Regions from separate parts of the Sus scrofa genome. Here all the other regions are linked to region 3. Evidence: chromatin contacts called from public Hi-C data. All regions are on one chromosome and are shown on one strand. The core of a region is the stretch at or near the end of the contact, and the rest is flanking DNA. Distances in the headings are between cores, read along the strand shown.

The links. A called contact is a pair of places that touch in the nucleus more often than the background predicts.
Region 1: a contact with region 3 is called in a Hi-C map of liver, with 1.7 times the contacts expected there. The contact joins the enhancer-like site here to the promoter of NCOR2 in region 3. A contact is called at or near these places in 3 of 47 Hi-C or Micro-C datasets (embryonic fibroblasts and liver) and 2 of 2 datasets of contacts at active chromatin or transcription factors (alveolar macrophages and skeletal muscle).
Region 2: a contact with region 3 is called in a Hi-C map of embryonic fibroblasts, with 4 times the contacts expected there. The contact joins the enhancer-like site here to the promoter of NCOR2 in region 3. A contact is called at or near these places in 12 of 47 Hi-C or Micro-C datasets (embryonic fibroblasts, fibroblasts, heart right ventricle and 4 more) and 2 of 2 datasets of contacts at active chromatin or transcription factors (alveolar macrophages and skeletal muscle).

Annotation. Positions count from the first base shown.
Region 1 is chr14:28,467,734-28,470,433 of Sscrofa11.1, reverse strand. No RefSeq gene overlaps it. Among named protein-coding and RNA genes, the nearest start is that of SCARB1, 170 kb to the right of the region's middle. Within about 2 kb of position 1,388, at least 38 of the 83 cell types and tissues checked have an H3K27ac peak or open chromatin away from gene starts, as enhancers often do. A contact at or near this core is called in liver and skeletal muscle, where this site is marked.
Region 2 is chr14:28,406,234-28,408,933 of Sscrofa11.1, reverse strand. No RefSeq gene overlaps it. Among named protein-coding and RNA genes, the nearest start is that of SCARB1, 110 kb to the right of the region's middle. Within about 2 kb of position 1,408, at least 23 of the 83 cell types and tissues checked have an H3K27ac peak or open chromatin away from gene starts, as enhancers often do. A contact at or near this core is called in alveolar macrophages and embryonic fibroblasts, where this site is marked.
Region 3 is chr14:28,641,450-28,644,149 of Sscrofa11.1, reverse strand. It overlaps NCOR2 (nuclear receptor corepressor 2), which reads right to left and starts at 1,376. Exons shown (of 49, transcript NM_001044576.1): 1 at 1,365-1,376.

The DNA.
Region 1 (2,700 bases), core at 139-2,638, 170 kb after region 3:
TGTTAATTAGCAATGGCAGCCTCAGGAAACTAGGACAGGGAGGGTTTGACCAGTGGGAGTTTCTGTGAGCACTGCTGGGTGATGCAGGAATTGCTGAGGAAGGCAGGGGAATCAGGGGACCCCAGGGGCTAAGAAAACCCTTTGGCAGCCCTCCTAAGAATCAGACCTCACCTCCAGCTGCCCAGACCTCCCAGGAGGTTAAGGTCAGGGTCAAGAATGCTTTTTTTTTTTTTTCTTTTTTCTTTTTAACGACCACTCCTGCGGCATAGGGAAGTTCCCAGGCTAGGGGTAGAATCGGAGCTGCAGCTGCTGGCCTACACCACAGCCACAGCAACTCAGGATCCAAGCCGTGTCTGCAAAGTACACCACAGCTCAGGGCAACGCCAGATCCTTAACCCACTGAGTGAGGCCAGGGATCGAATCCACATCTTCATGGATACTAATCTGGTTTGTTACTGCTGAGCCACAACGGGAACTCCAAGGATGGGTTTTGGTGGGTGAGGGCTGGAGGCTAAGTGAGTGCCAGTCCCAGCTGAGTTGAGGGTGGGCTTGGGGGAGAGTTCATGATTAGAGAAAGACCTGGGAGGTCCCTAGGTCTCTAGACTCAACATTTATCTGCAGAAAGGAAAACAAGTAGCTTCTGGAGAGGGGGCGGTGGGGGGGGGCTCCCTGAGAAAAGACCTCACCTGCCCCCCCCAGTCTGTCCCCACCCTGGAATGCAAGATGTCATGGGGAGACCCCCTGGGGTGGCAGTTCAACTCCAAAGCTGCCTTCCTGCCCAACCCCTCCTCCCCCCATATATCAGAGGCTTCCCCCAAAGTGCCTGTCACTCCCAAATCAACAGCCACCCAAACGTCCTACCTGGATACGCTGTACCCTGAACTTGACTCTGGGAAGCCCTGTTCTCCGAAAATAAGCATATTCCCAAGATAGCTCAAAGCAAAGCGGGAGCAGTAAAGCAGAGGGGGACAACGGTTATCAGCATTTGCCCTCTGGTCGGACACATTTCCACCCCTCTGAACCCCCACCCCCACCCCAGATCCACACGGAAAGAATCCCAGGGGCAGCTGGGCTGATGCAGGCTGAGTTTCTGAAATGTTTTTGGATCTCCCTTTGTCTAGTGGGTCGACAAAGACAGTGGGAGAGTTATGAACCCTGAAGGGTCAAAAGATGTGGCGTGCCCTGAGGTGGCCAGATAAGGGCAGATTATTCTGAAATCTTGTTCTGCCTGTATTTCACACAAACGGGGAGGTTCTGGGCAACTGGGGGCTGGGTGCCAAGCCCCCAGGTTAGGTAACCGCTCCTTGTCCCCACTCTGCACACAAGCACAGGGCAATCACTTCGCCTGCATTCCCTTGAAAGTCTCGGATTGCAAAAATGTTATTGCAAATCTGGTCTCTGACCTGCAGAGATACAGCAGTTGAGCCACACATGGGCCCCGGAAACGGGGCCTCTCAGAAGAACGCCAGTTTGCATTTCTGAAGCCAAACCAAACACGGGGCTGGAAAACGTTTTCGTATTATCTCATGCCCTCACTATGGAACAATCACTCCATTGAAAAGCCATGAGCCCGCCCAAGTTTTAAATTAAACCTCTCGAGTTTTCCCTCTGAGAGCAGATAAAATCCTTCCAGCTTATGTTTTGAGGAAAGAATTTGGTTTGTGTGTCAGTGTGTGTGTGCCTGTGTGTGTGTGTGTGTGTGTGTGTGTGTGTGTATTTCCCCTAAAACTCATTTTCTTTTGTTGGATTCCTTGAAGCTCTGTTTAAATATTTTACTTGAGGAAATAACTACGTTTGATGAATGTCGAAATACCCTTCCAGGAGCAAGTCCTCCATGCTGCCTGGATTCCAGTAAGAAGCTCATTCTGAAAGAAGAGGTGAGGCCCCTTTGCAAGGAGTAAGCCCCCCAGAGTGGCCTTGAAGAGCTTTGCTGACATTGTTACAAGAGGTATTTTTTCTCCACCCATCTATTTATTTGTTGGACGTCAACCACAGGCTCTGAAAATCCACTGTGTGTAAAAGCACAAGCGGCAATGCTGGAGTGGAGATAAAGAGAGAGAGGGTTTTGTTCCTTGGCTGGGGCCAGAAGAGGCCCAAGTTCTGCGGCTGACCCCGCCCTGAACAGCCGTGCGACGCTGGCCAATTCCTTCCACTTGCGGCCGCTTAGATGCCTCACCCCCAAAAGGAAGGATAATCTCAGAAGCTCCTTTTGTGACACTGCCAATTGCAAAGGCTCATATGCTATGGTTCAGTCATTCAACAAGCAGTTGCTACGGGCCATTCTGTTCCAGGCATCAGGGAGGCAGCCGGGAACAAGACCGACAACATCCCTGCCCCTCATGGAGCTGATGTTTCTCTCTTTGAGACTCTGGGATTCGTTTCTGATTGCATTTGGGAAGCTACCCAGGGCTTTGCGTGGTACCTGGTACATAGGATCAGTATTTCTCTTTCTCTGTGTTGTAAAGGAAAGGTGAGTCGCCCAGCACACTGGGAGGGAAGGGCCCAGTGATGGTGTGTGGAGGGCAGGGTTAGCGGCGAGTCTGAGTCTGGAGATTGCAGCCACTCTGGCGAGATCTCAGAGGCCCCACAAAGGACCCTCAGCTCAGCAGAGACGATGCCGACCACACCAACCTGACGACAGCGAGCCAGAAGGCCAGGATCCCCCACGCGGCACAGGACTTCTGCACCCAGTCACGAAAA
Region 2 (2,700 bases), core at 159-2,658, 240 kb after region 3:
CTGTGCCTTGTTTTCTTGCCTGAAGTGTGGAGAGGATGACAACAACAATGCCTCCTTCAAAGTTTCCATTGTGGGGAGTTTCCACCCTGGCTCAGCAGTTTATGAACTCAACTAGCATCCATGAGGACACAAGTTCCATCCCTGGCCTCAGTCAGTGGGTTTAGGATCTGGCGTTGCCGTGAGCTCTGCTGTAGGTCGCAGACGCGGCTCAGACCCCGACTTGCTGTGGCTGTGGCATAGGCCAGTGGCTACAGCTTTGATTTGACCCCTAGCCTGGGAACTTCCATATGCCGTGGGTGTGGCCCTAAAAAGACACCCCCCCCAAAAAAAAGGCAAGTTTCCATTGTGGCTCAGCAGTAACAACCCAGTCAGTATCCACAAGGATGCAGGTTTTATTCCTGGCCTTGCTCAGTGGGTTAAGAATCCAGCATTGCTCTGAGCTGTGATGTATGTCACAGACTCAGCTTGGAACCTGTCTTGCTGTGGCTGTGGTGTAGGCTAGCAGCTACAGCTCCAATGTGAACCCCTAGCCTGGGAACTTCCATACGCTGCAGGTGCAGCCCTAAATAAGATAATAATAATAATAATAGTAATGCCTCCTTCATCAGATTATTGAGAGTAAATGCCTCCCTGGAGAGAGAGGCACATCTACGAGGTCAGGGCCTTGACGTAGCTGCATAGCTATGTGGCTTGGCTGTCAGCAGCACTGTCATCCCAGGGCCGCTGTAACCAATTACCGCCAATCTCTAGGTTTAAGGTAACACGTTTCTGCTCTTGCAGTTCTGAAGGTCAGAAGCAAAATCAAAGCGTGGGTAGGACTGCTTCCCCTAAGGAGGCAGAAACTGTTCCTTGTCTTTGCTGGCTTCTAGTGACCACATCCATTCCTCGGCTCGTGGTCCCTTCCTCTGTTTTCAAAGGACAAGGCTCCCTGACCTCTGCTGCCATCCTCATACCTTTTCTCTGACTCTGACTCTCCTTGTGATCACACCGGGCACCCCTCCCAGAAAATCCAGGAGACTGGCCCCTTAAGGGCATCACATCCGCAAGGCCCCTTCTGCCGGGTGAGGTCACGTGCTCTCAGGTTCCGGAAGTGGGCACCTTGGGGGGAGGGGGAGGGCCAGGCTCACCATGGCGACCACTATCTCTGTCTCCTCATCTCAGTCTGGTTTGCTCCCCGCACCCCACCCCACCCCCGCCCCGTTCAATGCTGCGTCTCCAGATAAAACATGGAGAGTTGAGCGGTGGCTTTCTGGGTGGCAGCAGAATGGAAATGAGGGGCTGCAGGCTGCAGGTCCAGGCACCCCTGATGCACTCCTCAGAATGTCTTCCCACATCCCAGACAGCCCTCTGTGAGCTTCTAGAAGTCCGTTCCCAGAGGCAAGTGACTCACCCTTTCTGTGCAAAGTTGTGGGCCCAGATGCCACCAAGGCACGTCAGCATTAATCGAGCATGGCTGGCCTGGGCCATGACACAGAGACTAGACATCTCTGTTTGGAGCAGCAAAGACCCCTGGGGACAGTGGGGGGTGGGGGGACAGCTGCCAGGCAAGCATGAGGGATCAGTGTGGCCAGATCCTTAGATTTTGCAAAAGTAGCTGTAACGCTGATTTTTCCAAGAAATCCTTTGATTTTTTTCAATATTGGCCACTAATTCAGGATTTTTTCCCCCTTTAACCACTGCATAAGCCAAAGTCAACATGTCTATGGGCCACTGGTGTACACCCTCTGGTCTGGTCCGCGGCCATTCCTCTCTCCTGGGAGATGAACTCACAGGGGCCTGGACTTACCCTAGAACTTACCCTGCCCGGGGTCACAGCCAGAGACACAGCCATGGCAGCTCCCTCCCAATGGGCCCCAGGGAACATGTGCCTGAACCTCATTGACCCTGTACCTGCCCCCAGTACCTCCTTTTGCCCCCAGGGCTCAATGCCAAGTTGGTTCCACAAAGACACCCGATGCTAGCTGGCCGTCTGGCTAAGTCAGTTCACCTCCCTGAGCCTTGATGGCTTCTTCTGTATAATGGGCCTCTGCGGGGCACTGTGATCATGGAATGAGAGTGTCCAGGTAGAGCGTTCAGCAGGTGACAGCTCTTCTCGGTCACCAGGGCAAAAATCATTTTTAAAAAAATAGCCTTGGCTGGATTGTCCAGGAGAGTAGATGGGGGCCCAGGACTGTTTTGCCTCTATTTTCCTCCTGTTCCCAAGAATATCATGAGAGATGAGCATAGGATTTGGGGGCAGAAGACCTGGGTTCGAATCCCAGCTGCCTCGCTGCCTAACTGTGCAACTTTTGCCAGCCCACTCAACCTCTCTGAGCCTTGGTTTCCTCATCTGTAATTTGGGGTGAATTCTTCCTTGTGGTAGGAATTTGTAGGGACTGAAAGGCCTAAGACAAGGCAGGCACTGAGCACACGAAATGTTATGCGAGGCACTGGAAATGTTGGCATCCTCTCAGAAATTCCCCACGTCCTCCTTTTACCAGGTTCCTGACTTAGGTATTGAAGGGGCTTGAATGGAAAGCTTTCCACCTTGAGGTTTTCTGAGCTGTGTGGGGCCTTCCTCCCCAACTTGGTGCCTATGTGTCTTGTATCAGCTCTGCAATACCCACTCCACAGGCAAAGCCAATACTGGCTTCTGCCCGAGGCCTGGCTGTTACTGACATCATTATGGGCAGCTTGGGGTGACCTGTCCTAAAATGTTCA
Region 3 (2,700 bases), core at 127-2,626:
AGAGGAGGTGGCTAAGGGGCGCAGGCTCTGGGTGGGCCCAAGAGGTGAGTGAAGGGGCCTGGAGGCAAGGTTTTCTGGCTTTCACAGGTCATGAGCCCAGCTGACAGGTGAGGAGAGAAGGAGGAGAAGACAGGCTCAGAGAGGGCAAGTAACCTCTCCAGGGTCACCCAGCTAAAGAACCTCCACCCACAGGCTCTGGCTTGGGGCCTGAGTCCCAGTCCCGGCCCTTCCAAACTGTGTGCTGCTCAGGTGGGTCACCTGACACAAGCCTCAGTTTCCTCAACTGAGAAGTGGGGATCCTACAGCACTCTCCCTTCCTGTGGCTGATTCAGGTATGAAATGAGATCGTGCCAGGCAAACCACAGCAATCACATCAAGGGTGATAATACCAGGGACAGCACCCCCGACACGTGGCACCTTCCTAAGCACTTAGCATGAATCAGCTCAGCTCATCTTCAAGCGAGCCCTACCAGGCATCAATCACTACCCTGCTTCCACAGATGAGGAGACTGAGGCTCAGCAGGGTTAAGCCACCTGCTGTAACTCACACTGGGACTCAAAGCTAGAACAGCCAGGCCCCTGAGCTTGTACATTCTTTTTAGATCACTGTAGATTCCCATGCAGCTGTAAGAAGTAATATAGCTGGATTCTGAGTACCCTTTAGCCAGCTCCCCCCAATGGTATCATCCTTGAAACTGACAGTGATACAGTTGGCCTTATTTAGATCTCAGAGTTTATGTGCACTTGAGTGTGTGTGTGTGTGAGAGTAGATCTATGTACTTTTATCTCATACATGTACTTGAGTGTGTGTGTATGTGTGTGTGTGTGTAAATCTACCCACTTTTATCGCATATATGTACTTATGTGTGTGTGTGTGTGGATCTACGTGCTTTTATCTCAGTGCACATTCCTGTGGCCACTGCCACTGATGCAGGACAGTTCCACCACAAGGGTCTCTTAGGTGACCTCTGGTCCAAGCCATCACACAGGACTGTCTTTCTCAATGGTTGAGGAACCCAGTCCCCAAGACCCTCAGGGCAGGGCAGAGGGGGGTCACAACACAGCTCTGTAGCTGACCCAGCTGGGCACCAAGGGCTTAGGGGCAACAAGAGGACATTCATGGTGTCCCCTGCTATACAGGCCTTTCCCAAGGTCCCCAGGAGAGGTCTGAGGACAAGTGGACAGCAGGCAGCTGGCACGGGCAGCCTGGACACCCTGGGCATTCCCCTCTGGCTCCTCCTGGCCCGAGAGGGAGGCCCCGAGCCAGCCACCGGCCCAGCATCCGGTGTCACTTACAAACACACAGGACCGCTGCCACCCTCGGCAGGGGAGCCAGCCCTGCACACCCTGCCCGCAGGCCACACCAGGCACCGGCAGGGTGCCTGGCCCAGGGTCAGTGGGAAACGAGGCGGAACAGGCATGCAGTGGGGGTGCACCGGGCACTCCAGTCCAGGTCCAAATTCAGACTGAGCCTGGGGCTGGGGAGGGACACTCCTGATCCCACACTATCCCTAGATGTGGGGTTCCCATCTATGAAATGGGAGGGCTTTCTCCAGGGAAGAAAAGAAAACTCGACAGAGACCAAGATATAACTAACTTAAATGCAAGCTTATGGTCTACACTGATGTACACCAGCCCACTCGAGGCCCCTGCAGGGTGGTTTCTGTTTTCCCCAAGGCACATCTGTGGCAGCTCTCCCCTAATGGACAAGAGAAGGGAAGTTCCATGGGATTCCATGACCCACCCCAGGTCACCTGCTCATGAGAGGTGGGGCAGGGACCATTATTAGCCCCCTTCAGTCAGTCAACAACTCAGAGGTGGAGGCATAGGGAGCATCCATTTGCCAGATGGGAAAACTGAGGCTCGGAGATGTGACGTGACTTGTCCAAGGTCATGCAGTCCAGGATGTGAACCCCGGAGGCCGCATCCCTCCCTCGCCCTGTCCTCACGCCTCCACGGCTGCTCTGTTTGACAGACAAGGAAACTGAGGCTTGAACAGGTGAGACCCAGCATAAAAAGGAACGGAACCGGGATTCAAACCAGGATCCATGGCAACCGAGCCATGCCGTTTGGGAACCAGCGCTCCAGCGCTCCCCGGCCTGGGCGCCCCATGAGACGTCTCCCAGACGCCCCGGCGCACCCAGACCTCAGGACAAATCGCTCCCTCATCCCCTCCGCTCACAACTGAAGGCTCCTTGTGAGCTTGAGAAGCCCTTCCAACTTTCCAGTGTTTATCCCGGCTCCTCGCTGCCAGGTCCCTGGGCAAGCCCAGGCCGGTGGCGCTGATTTCAAACCAGACATGGGCACCCAGCCAAACGCCACCACGGTGGGAGCCGGGCGCCAGGGCAGCCGCTGCAATGCCTGCACCTGGCCCCCTCCCCTGCTCCATGGCCACCAAGGCGGCCGCCCCCCAAAGTCCCAGCCTTTCAGTCCTGGGGCCAACACTGATGAACAGACACAGGAGCACCGGATCTCTGATGCTGCCCACTCTTCCACAGGGACTGGGCACAGGGACTCTGAGAAAACAGCATTGTTTCCTCCCACCCGCCCCCCGACACCCCCGGGACCACAGTTGAGAAGCACTATCCCTTCAGGGCCACCCACCCACCCAGCACTCTTTCCGGGGCTTCAGCAACTCTGATAAGGCATCGGGTCACTGTCCCCTGGTGATCGCCCGGCGGCCAGGGCAGAACAGGCGGC